Linked DNA regions of Mus musculus: region 1 is linked to region 2. A link is a contact called in public Hi-C data. All regions are on one chromosome and are shown on one strand. The core of a region is the stretch at or near the end of the contact, and the rest is flanking DNA. Distances in the headings are between cores, read along the strand shown.

The links. Hi-C and Micro-C count contacts between places; a contact is called where the count stands out from the background.
Region 1: a contact with region 2 is called in a Hi-C map of embryonic stem cells, with 2.0 times the contacts expected there. The contact joins two enhancer-like sites.

Annotation. Positions count from the first base shown.
Region 1 is chr17:27,939,531-27,945,713 of GRCm38.p6, reverse strand. The region is part of intron 1 of Anks1 (ankyrin repeat and SAM domain containing 1); the gene reads right to left. Among named protein-coding and RNA genes, the nearest start is that of Anks1, 33 kb to the right of the region's middle. Within about 2 kb of position 4,888, at least 43 of the 459 cell types and tissues checked have an H3K27ac peak or open chromatin away from gene starts, as enhancers often do. A contact at or near this core is called in embryonic stem cells, where this site is marked.
Region 2 is chr17:27,601,167-27,607,114 of GRCm38.p6, reverse strand. The region is part of intron 1 of Nudt3 (nudix (nucleotide diphosphate linked moiety X)-type motif 3); the gene reads left to right. Among named protein-coding and RNA genes, the nearest start is that of Nudt3, 19 kb to the left of the region's middle. Within about 2 kb of position 3,409, at least 39 of the 459 cell types and tissues checked have an H3K27ac peak or open chromatin away from gene starts, as enhancers often do. A contact at or near this core is called in embryonic stem cells, where this site is marked.

The sequences.
Region 1 (6,183 bases), core at 3,639-6,138, 340 kb before region 2:
CTCTCTGACACGGCCAGTCATCTGCGTACAGACTCTTCCTTTCTCTAGTGAGTCTCCTGCAGCCTTGGCAGCCCAGTCTAAGGCCACAGTCCTCAGAATGACAGCCCTAAAACTAAGCTTCTGCCACCCTCTGGGAAGAAAACCATAACACTCAAAACAAACATGACGGGCGTTTGGTTGTTTCAGGGCTGGGGACTGAACGTGGAGGTGTCCATGCATGCTAGGCAAGTGCTCTACAACCAAGCCACACCCCTAGCCTGAAAATAATTTAAAATCACATTAAATTAATCCAATCTTTCAGCATCTTTTCAAAGACACCAGCCTTGACAAGCCTTTTGGAAAATGTCAATCAAAGTCACAAAAGAACTGGAAGAAATCCGACAATCCAAAGATTTCAAGTGTCTAGAGGAAGGCTGTGTGGTTCTGCCGTGCACAGACCCTGCGGCTACCTCCCCTCCCACACGCAGGACCCTCTGGCAGCCTGAAGGCCACATCATTTTATGCTTCCACTGCAGATTGCTGATCTCAAAACTTCTTAGACAGAAATGTTTAGTCTACAAAAGCAGCGATAGAGTGGCCAATGACATGAGTGGAGTTTTGGACTCTCAAACGAAACTTTCGAAGAGAGCGCACTCATTATGACTCTAATTCAAAAGCAGACCAATTCCAATACAGCCAAGGGCTTTGAAAAGACATTTACCTTCCAAAGAAGTTACACAAATGGCTGATAAACCCGTGAAGAGAGATGTTTGATATTGTTACCTATGAAGTAAACAGTTTTGTTTTTTAAAATCACTGTATATAGCCACTTAGTAGTTCCTCCAAGTTATGCCAGAGACTGAGGCAGGAGGATTTCTGAGCTGAAAAGTTTATGGTTATCCTGAAGAACACAGTTAAGAGTTCACCTTTAGCCGCCTTTAATCCCAGCACTTGGGAGGCAGAGGCAGAGGCAGGCGGATTTCTGAGTTCGAGGCCAGCCTGGTCTACAGAGTTCCAGGACAGCCAAGATCTATACAGAGAAACCCACCCTGTCTCGAAAAAAAAAAAAAAAAAAAAAAAAAAAGGAAAAAAGAAAAAAAAAAAAAAAGAGTTCACCTTTGGGGGCTGGCAAGATGGCTCATCGGGTAAGAGCACTGGTTCTGAGTTCAAATCCCAGCAACCACATGGTGGCTCACAACCACCTCTAATGAGATCTGACACCCTCTTCAGGAGTATCTGAAGACAGCTGCAGTGTACTTACATATAATAAATAAATAAATCTTTAAAAAAAAAAAGAGTTCACCTTTGAAGGAAAATAATATATACCCATTTTAAACAGCTAAAGTAGCCCGAGGTGGTGGTGCACGCCTTTAATCCCAGCACTTGTGAGGCAGAGGCAGGCGGACTTCTGAGTTCGAGGCCAGCTTAGTCTACAGTGTGAGTTCCAGGACAGCCAGGGCTATACAGAGAAACTGTATCTCAAAAAAACCTGAAAAATAAACACAAAACAACCCGATAGAATAAAAACAGATGATAACAGGCGTGAGGACACAGGTTCCGGGACCCTCAGACTCCTAGGAGGACAAGGAGATGATAAAGCCACGTAGGAAACCCTGGCAGGTCTTCAGAAAGTTAAATATATTATTACCACATAATTCAGCAATTTACTATGAGAAAAACATAGGCCTACTTCCACATAACATGTCGGCTAATGAAAAAGTGACCAAAATACAGTGTGCCAGTCAGTACAGCACAGTATTACTGACATGCAGAAGTAGTGTGGCTGCATCCGACTTCACCGTGGATGAGCTTCAAACATCTAACGGTAAGTGACAGACCTGCTCACACGGGCAGCACCCCACAAAAGACAGGCCACAGCGCTTATGGTGGGAGGTGCTGCAGAAACAGGTGACTTGAATCCTAACTGGTACAGGATTTCTTTGTGGGGGTGACTATAAATGAGAGTATGGTGATATTGTACATACCTGTGGTATGCTATAAACTACGGAGTTGTGTCCTTTTTCTTTTTTTTTTCTTTTTTTTTTTTTTTTTTTGGTTTTCCGAGACAGGGTTTCTCTGTATAGCCCTGGCTGTCCTGGAACTCACTCTGTAGACCAGGCTGGCCTCGAACTCAGAAGTCCACCTGCCTCTGCCTCCCAAGTGCTGGGATTAAAGGCATGCGCCACCAAGCCCGGCCAGAGCTGTGTCCTTACACAGGCCAACACTGTGATATGTGACCTTTGAAAAGAGCGGCTGTAAGGGTGGGGGTGGCTGGGAATAAAGACCAGTGGTAGAATACTTGCCTAACACACGTCAGGCCCTAGGTTCAATTCCCAGATACCACACCCACACCCACACCTGAATGCATGATACATCATGTATCTAAATAGCAGATATTATCTGAACAAACACCACAACAACATTTGCTTATTGCTCTCTCTTTTTTTTTTAAAGTTTTATTTATTATTACATGTAAGTACACTGTGGCTGTCTTCAGACACACCAGAAGAGGGCATCAAATCTCATTACAGATGGTTGTGAGCCACCATGTGGTTGCTGGGATTTGAACTCAGGACCTCTGGAAGAGCAGTCAGTGCCCTTAACTGCTGGGCCATCTCTCCAGCCCACATTTGCTTATCTCATTGTTTGTCACAGGGAGAATTCTAGAAACCCGAGGCTTTGGTGAGGAAGGATCTGGGAAAGCATCCAGGCCAATTCCTCTGTTTTACTGCACTTCTTCTTTCTTTCTTTTTTGGTTTTTCAAGGGTTTCTCTGTGTAGCCCTAGCTGTCGTGGAACTCACTCTGTAGACCAGGCTGGCCTCACACTCAAAGGCCCGCCTGCCTTTTCCTCCGAGTGCTGGGACTAAAGGTGTGTACCACCACCTCCTGGCTTCCTTTGCTTTATACATGAAGAAACTACACTCAAGAAGTAACCCCACTCCCAAGGTACACTGGAAGCTGGACTGGAATCACTCTCGGAGGCTCGGTGGTAGAGCGCATGTGCTCAGGTTTGAGCATGGCATCACCACCAAACCACCACCTACCCAGTAGGTGCAGGATCTTCTGAACTCTCTTCTACTGAGGTGGTTCTCCCAATATAGCCCCAGCTCATTTCAAATGCCAAATCCTGTTGCCATGTGCCTGACTCAGGGACTTTAGGGTCTGAACCTTAAAATCTAGGCATTTGGAGGCTGGTGAGATGGCTCAGCAGGTAAAGGTGCTTGCCACCAAGCCCGACAACCTGAGCACAGTAGCAGGACTCTCGTGGTGGAAGGCAAGAGCCACCCTGTCAGCTCCCTGACCTCCAAAGGTGCACCTGTGTCACCATGATGTGCCCCAGTCTCCTCGCCTGCAGAACAAGGAAGGTAACTGGCCCACAGTAGGTGTCACAGTGCCAGGCAGGGGCACAACACAAGTGCCCCCCCTCAGAAAGATGGCTGTGAAGACCAGATGAGGGATGGCGCATGGGGTGAGGCACAAGGCAGTGAGTAAAAACCAGGGGCCAGGGGTTGTTTTAAAGTCAAACAACCAAGAACCTGGACTTGGGTGTGGCTTCAACCTAGACTCTCCATTGTGAGAACACATACTTCCCAAATTGCCCAGACTAATACCTCTGCCTGGGGACACCAGGGTGCTTGCCTGTGACAGAGTATTCCTGACAGGCTGATTGCAAGCGTGAAATCCCAGTTCCTCCAATGACCCCAGAAACCTTATGGCTATCAAACCCTGTTCTCCCTTCTGCTGTGCCTTGTCCTTCACAGTCTCAAATGTAATGGGCACAGTGCCTACAGCAGCCTGACCAGGCCAGCTAGACTCAGGCCTGCTCTGCAACAGCTCTGCTCACAGACAGGAGAACAGCATTCTCAGTCTCTGGAGGTGCAGAGCTTCCAGCGGGGGCAAAGCCACACAGCAGCCACCAGGATGCAAAAGCTGTCAAACAGGCCAGCTTGACAAAGCACAAAGCAGGCCATCTAGTCACACAAGGAAGGAACTGGCTCCATCTCCTCCTGCTTCTGGATCCTCACTACAGACTGGAGAAGCTAGCTCAGATCAGAGAAGGGTTCCACTCGGTTATAAGGTACCCATGAGGAGTGTTTCATTCTAATAACTTGCCCCCTTCCCCATCCCGTCTGTCTGTCTCTACACACACACACACACACACACACACACACACACACACACACACACACACACACAAAACGTATGCACACGATCTGTGTGGATCTGGAGGTCTAGAGTACCTGCAGTCTCCCTGTGCACCATCAGCCCTCCCATCCTGATCATGCTGTGCACTCCTTTTCTCTATCCCACAGCCCAAGGACACTCGGTGTCAGAATGGCTTCCTGGCAGGCCTCCACCCAGTCACCATCTCTCGTTCAACACTTCACTCATCTATTTGGACTTCAGCATCCTTTTGCTGTTCCAGAGCTTAGAAGCCTGGTGTTCTAAATGACTGCCTGCTGCTGTTTTCTTGGTCAATGTGGGACCTACCTGGGGCCTTACTCATGGGAAGTGAGCACTCTGCCACCCCAGGTCTCACTTTAAAACTGAGACGTAGTCTTTCTTAAGTTACTCAAGCCAGCTGTGAACTGATTCTCTTGCTCAGCCCTATAAGTACCTGAGATACAAGCCTGCATGAACAGAGCAGGCTTGCAAAGGCTAACCTTTACTGCCTATTTATGAGTGAATTAATGTCCTAGCCTCCAAACCACACACCCAGTCTAACTTTCCACTACCCTGTCAGTTTCCTGGTGGCTTCTTAGATATATCAAACCCCTTCTCCCACCGGTACCCTTATGCACGGTGCCCCCTTGCTTGGGCACCATCTCCAGATGTCCTCTCTGCCAGCCCTAATAAGGATGCCTTTTCTGTCCAAACACCCCTCCCTCCTTCTCTGCGTCCTCTGGCACCCAGATGCTCTGAGTGCACACACTTCTGTGCTAGGGACAGCAGTGCTAATTAGCTACTGTGTGCCACTCACCATTCCAAGGGATCTTTGATTACTAGATCCTAATAAGAAACACATACAATTATCTCCAAGGAGACAGAGTCCCAGGCTAACTGGCCCAAGGTCACAAAGCAGGGACAACCAAAACAAGCCAAAACCCTTGACACTTGTATTTACAACAGGCTTTGTGTTGCACCAAGATCGTAAATGGCAGTGGGACCCACCCGGCCACGCCCCAAGCTGAGCATTAGGAGTGCTTAGACAGCGGAAAGCCAGGCCAAGCCCCTAGTCAGACACTGGTTCTGGTGCCTAGCAGCCTTCAGAGCAGCTTTCCTTCTCCTGGGAGCTGGAGAGAAGGGCCAAGTTCCACAGCAACACAGCTGGGAAAAGCCAGAGCACCCTTTAAATGACACTAGACTGCTGACAGTGTCTACAAGTGAGGAGTGGACACACCTCATAGACACGGAGAGGACACATTTTATGTCCACACTGCCCAGGCTCCAGGGCTCTGAGCTCTTACGTGCCAAGTACTAGTTTCAAGGTATAAAAGCAGCTACAGACAAATTGGAGGAGGGTCACAAAACAACTGAGAAGGTCCTTTGTGCAAACTCAAGGCAGTGGGGAAGGCTGTGTTCTCCAAGCCTCTGAAGATGCTGCTGTGTCTCTTTTTTCTGAAAACACATCTCTTCACAGGCAGATGTTAGAACAGAGGTCAGTCCTGCCTTAAGTTGTTGTTGTTGTTGTTCTAATATGCAAACAAGTTGGGTGTGTCGGCAATCGCCTTTAACCCCAGCATAAGAAGACAGAAGCAGTAGGAACTCTTAAGGCCAGCCTGGTCTACAAAGCAAGTTGTAAAACTGCCAGGGCTACAAAGATAAACCCTGTTACAAAAGAATCAAATAAAATAAAAATATACAACCAGAAGGTCTGTGTGCTGCTTCAGCCTGTAACCCCATTACTTGGGGAAGGTGTGAGGGTGTGTGTGTGTGTAGTCAGAAGGATGGAGAGTTGAGCATCACCCGGCACTATTTGGGAAAGAGAAGAAAAAGAAAAACTGCAATACAAATAGAAAATTGAAATGTAGTGATGTTAACAGGCTGGAACCCTAGTGATTTGTGGATAACAAGCAGACTTTTTGCCATTGTGACTAACTAGCATAGCCCGCTACTATTAAAGCCAGAGACTCACAGTAAACCTTGGCTCCTAATTGCTTGTGTTTTCTTATTGGAAAAACATTCAGAAGAAAACATGTTTT
Region 2 (5,948 bases), core at 2,160-4,659:
TGGGATTAAAGGCTTGCGCCACTAAGCAGTGGCTTCTTGTTGGGCCCTTTTGAACAAAACCAAGGCCTCTGCTTGCAGATAACCGAGCTCAGAAACACTGTCACAGACTGGGTGGCTTTGTTTAGAAAAAGGCCAGAACATGAGCAGTATTTAATAGATGCGCTTATAGGCCTGTTGCAGGGTATGGTAATTAGACGAACTGCCCTTGTCTGTGTGGCCTGGGCAGGAAAGCAGCAGCTGGATTCTGAGGGACTCTGTGAGCTGCAGAGCGGGTGGGGAAGCACGCACAGGACTCGCTGGGCTACACTCTCCTTTAATGTAATATTTTTATTGATTCTTTGAACCCTCACATCATGCACCCTTATGCACTTGCCTCCTAGTCCTCGCACGCCCGCCCCTCTCCCATGGCCTCCTCCCCACTAAAATAACAAAGGGGGAAAAAGCTTGATGGCGGACACCTTTAATCCCAGCACTTGGGAGGCAGAGGCAGGCGGATTTCTGAGTTCGAGGCCAGCCTAGTCTACAAAGTGAGTTCCAGGACAGCCAGGGCTACACAGAGAAACCCTGTCTCTAAAAACCAAAATAAATAAATAAATACCATTTGATGCTGTTCATATGTTGACTGGAGCATGCTTATTAAACTCCATTGCCCATGCCCTGGAGCCCCAACAGACACCTGCGCTCCTGCCAGAGCTGCCTCGGTGGAGTTATCCTTGATGGCTTTCTCTAGAGGCTGTCAAGTTTTGGGGGAATGCAGTGGGTGAAGGTTGTTGTTCCCAGAAGCCCTTTATATTCATCTTTCTCAACTGCATGTTCAGTCTTCGATAGCACTGCAGGAATGGCTTCCTTGCCCTTCACAGTCTGCTATGCCAGAGGGAGCACGGACCCTCACCTTCCCTGTGGCACCTGGCCACAGCATGGAGCATGAGCGTCCATGTGGTCTCCAGCGGCAGTGGGGACGGCTGAGACCTACAAGGTTCTCTGCCGCGATACAGGCTATGGAGGTCTTTTGAGGCAGCCCAATCCCATAAATGGACCGTTGTCCTTCTCAAACATCTTGTCCCTATTCAGGGAAATAGTGCTGCCGGGAGCACAGTGTATACCAAGCCAGCAGGAGTGAGGCGAGGGCAGCCTCACACGTTGGAATCATACTCGCCAGGCAGTTTAAAACTACATGGTCATTCCAGGTGGTACTTATATTTAATCTTTTTATTTATTTGGTAAAGCATGACAGTACAAACTTCCTAATTTATTTTAAATGCTTTAAAATTGTGGCAAGATATACATAATATAAAATTTTTATTGTAAAAGCTCTGCAGCATTCATTACAGCCACACAGTTCTGTAGCCAGTATCCACTGCCAGCTGCAGGACAACCCCCTTCTATGTTCCACGCAAGAACCTTGTACCCTCCCAGGCAGTCCTTAACTTCAGAGCCCTGGGCAGCTGCCTTTCTCTGTGAATTTGACTGCTAGAGATTCCTCTCAGAAGTGCAATTAGGCAACTTTTACTTTTTTTTTTGCAGAGGGCTTATTGCATATTTATTTATTTATTTTCCAGGCTTATCTCACAGGGTTTAGAGTCTCTTCGTTCTAAAGCTTACATTCCATCCAAAGCTTACACTCAAGCACCTTGCTATCTTTGCCAATGTAAAAGTCTGGAAACAAGTCACTTGTCAGCATCGGGCCCTGCCAGTCCTTTACTGATTGATTGGACGTGAGTGTGTTTCATATGTACCTTTAAGATCACAGTTGGCCATGCAGAGTAACCAAGACTCAGCTGTGACTATCTGAAGGCTGGTGACTTTATAGGGAGAGATGCTGGAGAAGTGGCTCTTGCAGAGGACCTGGTTTTGATTCCCAGTCCCCCAACCCCCCCCCCCCCCACACACACACACACACATGGTGGTTTGCACTCCCTCACAGTCACAGATCCAGGGATCTGGTGCCCACCTTTGATCTCCTCCTCAGGCTCCAATACAGACACAGTACATTCACCTACAAAGCAAGGATGGCTCGCAGCTCTTCCAGAGAGCCAGAGTTAGTTTCCCAGCCAGCCCTCATAGCTAGGGAGAGGGACAGGGCTTATTGCATATTTATTTATTTATTTTCCAGGCTTATCTCACAGGGTTTAGAGTCTCTTCGTTCTAAAGCTTACATTCCATCCAAAGCTTACACTCAAGCACCTTGCTATCTTTGCCAATGTAAAAGTCTGGAAACAAGTCACTTGTCAACAGTGTGAGAGCTCAGGCTTCCTACCCACCACTTGTGAGTTCAGCTCCAGGGAATTGGATGCCCTCTCTTTGCTCCATGGATACATGTGCACCAAAGTATCCCCTGCATAGAACACATGCATATGCAGAATTAAAAGTCCTAAGAAATGTAAATGTACAGAAGGGAGAGCACTTGGTGACCAGGAGTTGGAAATACTGAAGTGACTCGGGAGATTGTGTAGTGCCGAGGACCAAGCAAGTGTAGTTGCTAGAAGAGAGCAGGAACTTAATCCTTCAGCTTCGGTCACAGCTACAGTCTTCTGTCTGCAGGGCAGTAGTGGCGTGCACACTCCTTTGATGCCAGCACTCAGGAGGCAGGCAGGCCTCGGGTTCAGCCTCATCTGTAAAGCAAAGCCTACCCAGAGCAACCTTGTCTTGAAGAACAGAAGCAAAACAAAATGAACATCTACAATAACTTGAAATATGTTTGTCATCCTACTTCAGTTTTTTTTTTTTTTAATTGAACCAGGCATGGTGGTGCACATCTTAAATCCCAGTGCTTGGGAGGCAGTCAGGTGGAGCTTTGTGAGTTTGGGTCTAGCTTGTCTGTGTCTCAGGTTATAGGCCAGCAGGGGGTACATTTCCAGAAACATTACTATCATCGTCGTCGTCGTCGTCGTCGTCTGTGCACGTGCACGTCCATATGTGCTGTGTGCCTCAGTGCTCACTTTCTCGTTCTTTCTCATGCTGCTGTACAGTGGAGCTCTGCTGTGGTCAGTTTTACTGTCTCTGTCGTTCGTCTAGGAAAGCTGGGATTACAGATAGGCACCGCTGTGCCCTGCTGTTGATGTGGGTCCCCAGGGTCTGACTCAGATCGGCAAGCTTGCTCAGCAAGTGCTGGCCTATCTCTCTCTGCCAGTTAGGCCGTCACACCAGCCCTCTCTTCCTTAATTCTTGATGTCCAGTTGAAGTAGGTTACAGGGTATGTCCAGAGTCCTGGGCTCTGAGAGTGTGCGGGAGCAGCAGCCACTTCTGAAGGCTGTTGGCTGGGTTAATTTTCACCTGGACGTGTAAAAGTTGTAAGCATGCCGCTACTAAAAATACGTGCCGCTCAGACCTCTCCTGTATATGTACTGAATGCATCTATTTTGGGGCCCTGTCGCACTGCCAAGATGCCCTAATCTCCCACAGCAGCTGAGCATGCTCCTTACCCTTAAGTGACAAGCCTGCTTCCTTCTCCATCGTAGCTGGCACACAGGGTCGTTGTGTCTCAGTACTGCAGGCACATGCGTAAATGTGCCCTGATTTCCTTCCCTTTAGGGGTCTCTTGCACAGCTGCCATCCTTGGGTGGAAGTGTTTAAATGCCAGTAGATGATGAGAGTCACTAAGCAGGGTTAACTTGGGAAACGACCCAGGTAACAGTAGCCATGGCTGGCTTCAAACTCAGAGGTCTCCTGGTCTCTGCCTCCCCATTGCTGGGACTAAAGGCGTGCGCTACCACACCCTGCTAATGGTGTGTATTGTTGTTGTAGTAGTGGTGGTGTGGCCCTGGAGGAGTCCTTAGTGAAGTCTGGAGAGTGTAGCCTTTCAGTTCACAGGCCTGACTGAAATAATCCTGGGAGGGAAAGTTGACTTTGTTGATGTAGATTATGGGCTGTCACAGCAGGTGGGGCAGGGGCTGTCTGGTGAGGACTGTTGCCCCTCACACACCAATGACCCAGGAAGCAGAGAATACAGGAAATAGAGACAGACAGGTTAGAGCATGAAAGGCCTGTCCTTATGAGTTAATGCTGAAGGCAAGGCCCTCCCAGTGTTTGATACTGTAATGCAAAGCCAGGGACCAAGCAAGAGCCTGTAGTCTCAGACTATTCTGCCCATGTCCCCCAAAGGGTCACCATAGCCATCTTTATAATGCAAATGAATTCAGTTCCTCCTGACTAGTCTCAAGTCTTAACCATTGCAAACACAGTTCTAAAGTTCACCCTTAGGAGGAAGATGCCGCTCAGTAGTAGAGCCTGTGCCCATGAAGGCTCGGTCCCCGAGGGCCAAAAACAAAGAAGCAAAACAGTGCGGGGCGAGGATATAAACAGAGTGTTACAGACTTCCAGTGTCTGGTGACAGTGCACATTGCCAGTGTGAGCCAGCAGCAGGATTGTCATGGAGACTGGACCCAGGAGAGCCATCCAAATTCTGTAGTTAGTTCTGGGTCTGGTGTCTGGGGGCGCGTGGTGGCTTTGGCCTTTGCAGCCTGTATAGCCTGGACCAACGTCCCTCGGTGCTGTAGCTTCCATCCCTCAGCAGAAGGCCTACATTCATTGCATCCACAGCAGCCTCACTCAGCCTCCGTGGGACCCTGGAGGAGATGTAACTCCGCAGTGCATTGCTTGGCCTCGCTCTTATCTTTTGGACCATAGTTTGAACCTTTATCGTCCTTCAGTCTTTTTTTTTTTAAAGATTTATTTATTATTATACGTAGGTACACTGTAGCTGTCTTCAGATACCATAAGAGGGTGATTGTGAGCCACCATGTGGTTGCTGGGATTTGAACTCAGGACCTTCAGAAGAGCAGTTGGTGCTCTTACCCGCTGAGCCATCTTGCCAGCCCCCGTCCTTCAGTCTTTAGTCCTGTGCACCTGTGGACCAGCACCATGTGGACCGTGTTGAGTCCCATCAGCTGGAGTTGCCGCTGGGCCTCCTTTGCTAGAATGACATTTTCCTAGGCAGCCCCTTTCTGTCAGTGTGCCCCTTTGGCTTTCTGATTGAGACAGGGTCTTGCCGGAGGCTGGTCTGGAACTTGCTCTACAGTTGATGTTGCTTTCAAATTTAAGATTGGCGCGCGCGCTTCAGCTTACTGAGTACTAGAGTTACAGGCATTCTCCACCATCTTTGAAAATGGTTTGTATTTAATACCCTTCATAGGGAGGTCCCACCTTTTAAACATTTCCTGTTGTCCCAGGCAAAGCGTGGGGAGGCTTGCTTCATCTAGAGCTGTAACTGTGTGCTCCCAAACTCTATTTCAGCTTCCTGATCCTCTGTTACCCTTCAGATTATAAGGCTATAAACCCCAACCATGGCCGAAGTTATAGATCTATAGCCTGAGGGTCTTGTCTGGACTCTCCTCTGCTAAATACAGTAGTCTTTTGGTTTGCTTGTTGGTTTGTTGGTTTGTTTGTTTTGGCTGTGGTAGGGTGGGGTTGAAGCCAGACCTCACGAAGCTTTCTTGTGTCGCAGAGGGTAACCATGAGCCTCCACCTCCCCACCTTCCCACCTCCCCGGTGCAGACAGGATGAGCTTGCTTGCTTTATCTATCTCAGATTTTATGAGGCTCTGGGAACCAGATTAGCATTGCACACATGGTGGGCAAACCCTGCCAACTGAGCTGTATCAGCAGCCTTATCACTTTTAAAATTCGGCCTCATTTTAAGGTTTTGAACAAAACTTAGATTATTTGTCACAAAGCAACATGAGAGTGCCTGGCCGAGTCCACACCTTGGCCTGAGGGGCAGTGTTCACTGTCCACCCTGCCGTCTGACAGGCTGGTTTTCTTAACCCTCTCAAGAATAACCAGCAGGCAAGGCTGCCAGCAGCCAGGATATCCAGCCCGCACTTCTAACATCTTCCTCATCTTCACACAAACTAGTGTGGTCAGGTTTAGTGGTTGCGTCCAGCTGTCTCCTTCATATTACTGCGACCCTGTGCTTGACAGGGAATCCTCACAGGTGGGAATAGTCCATGT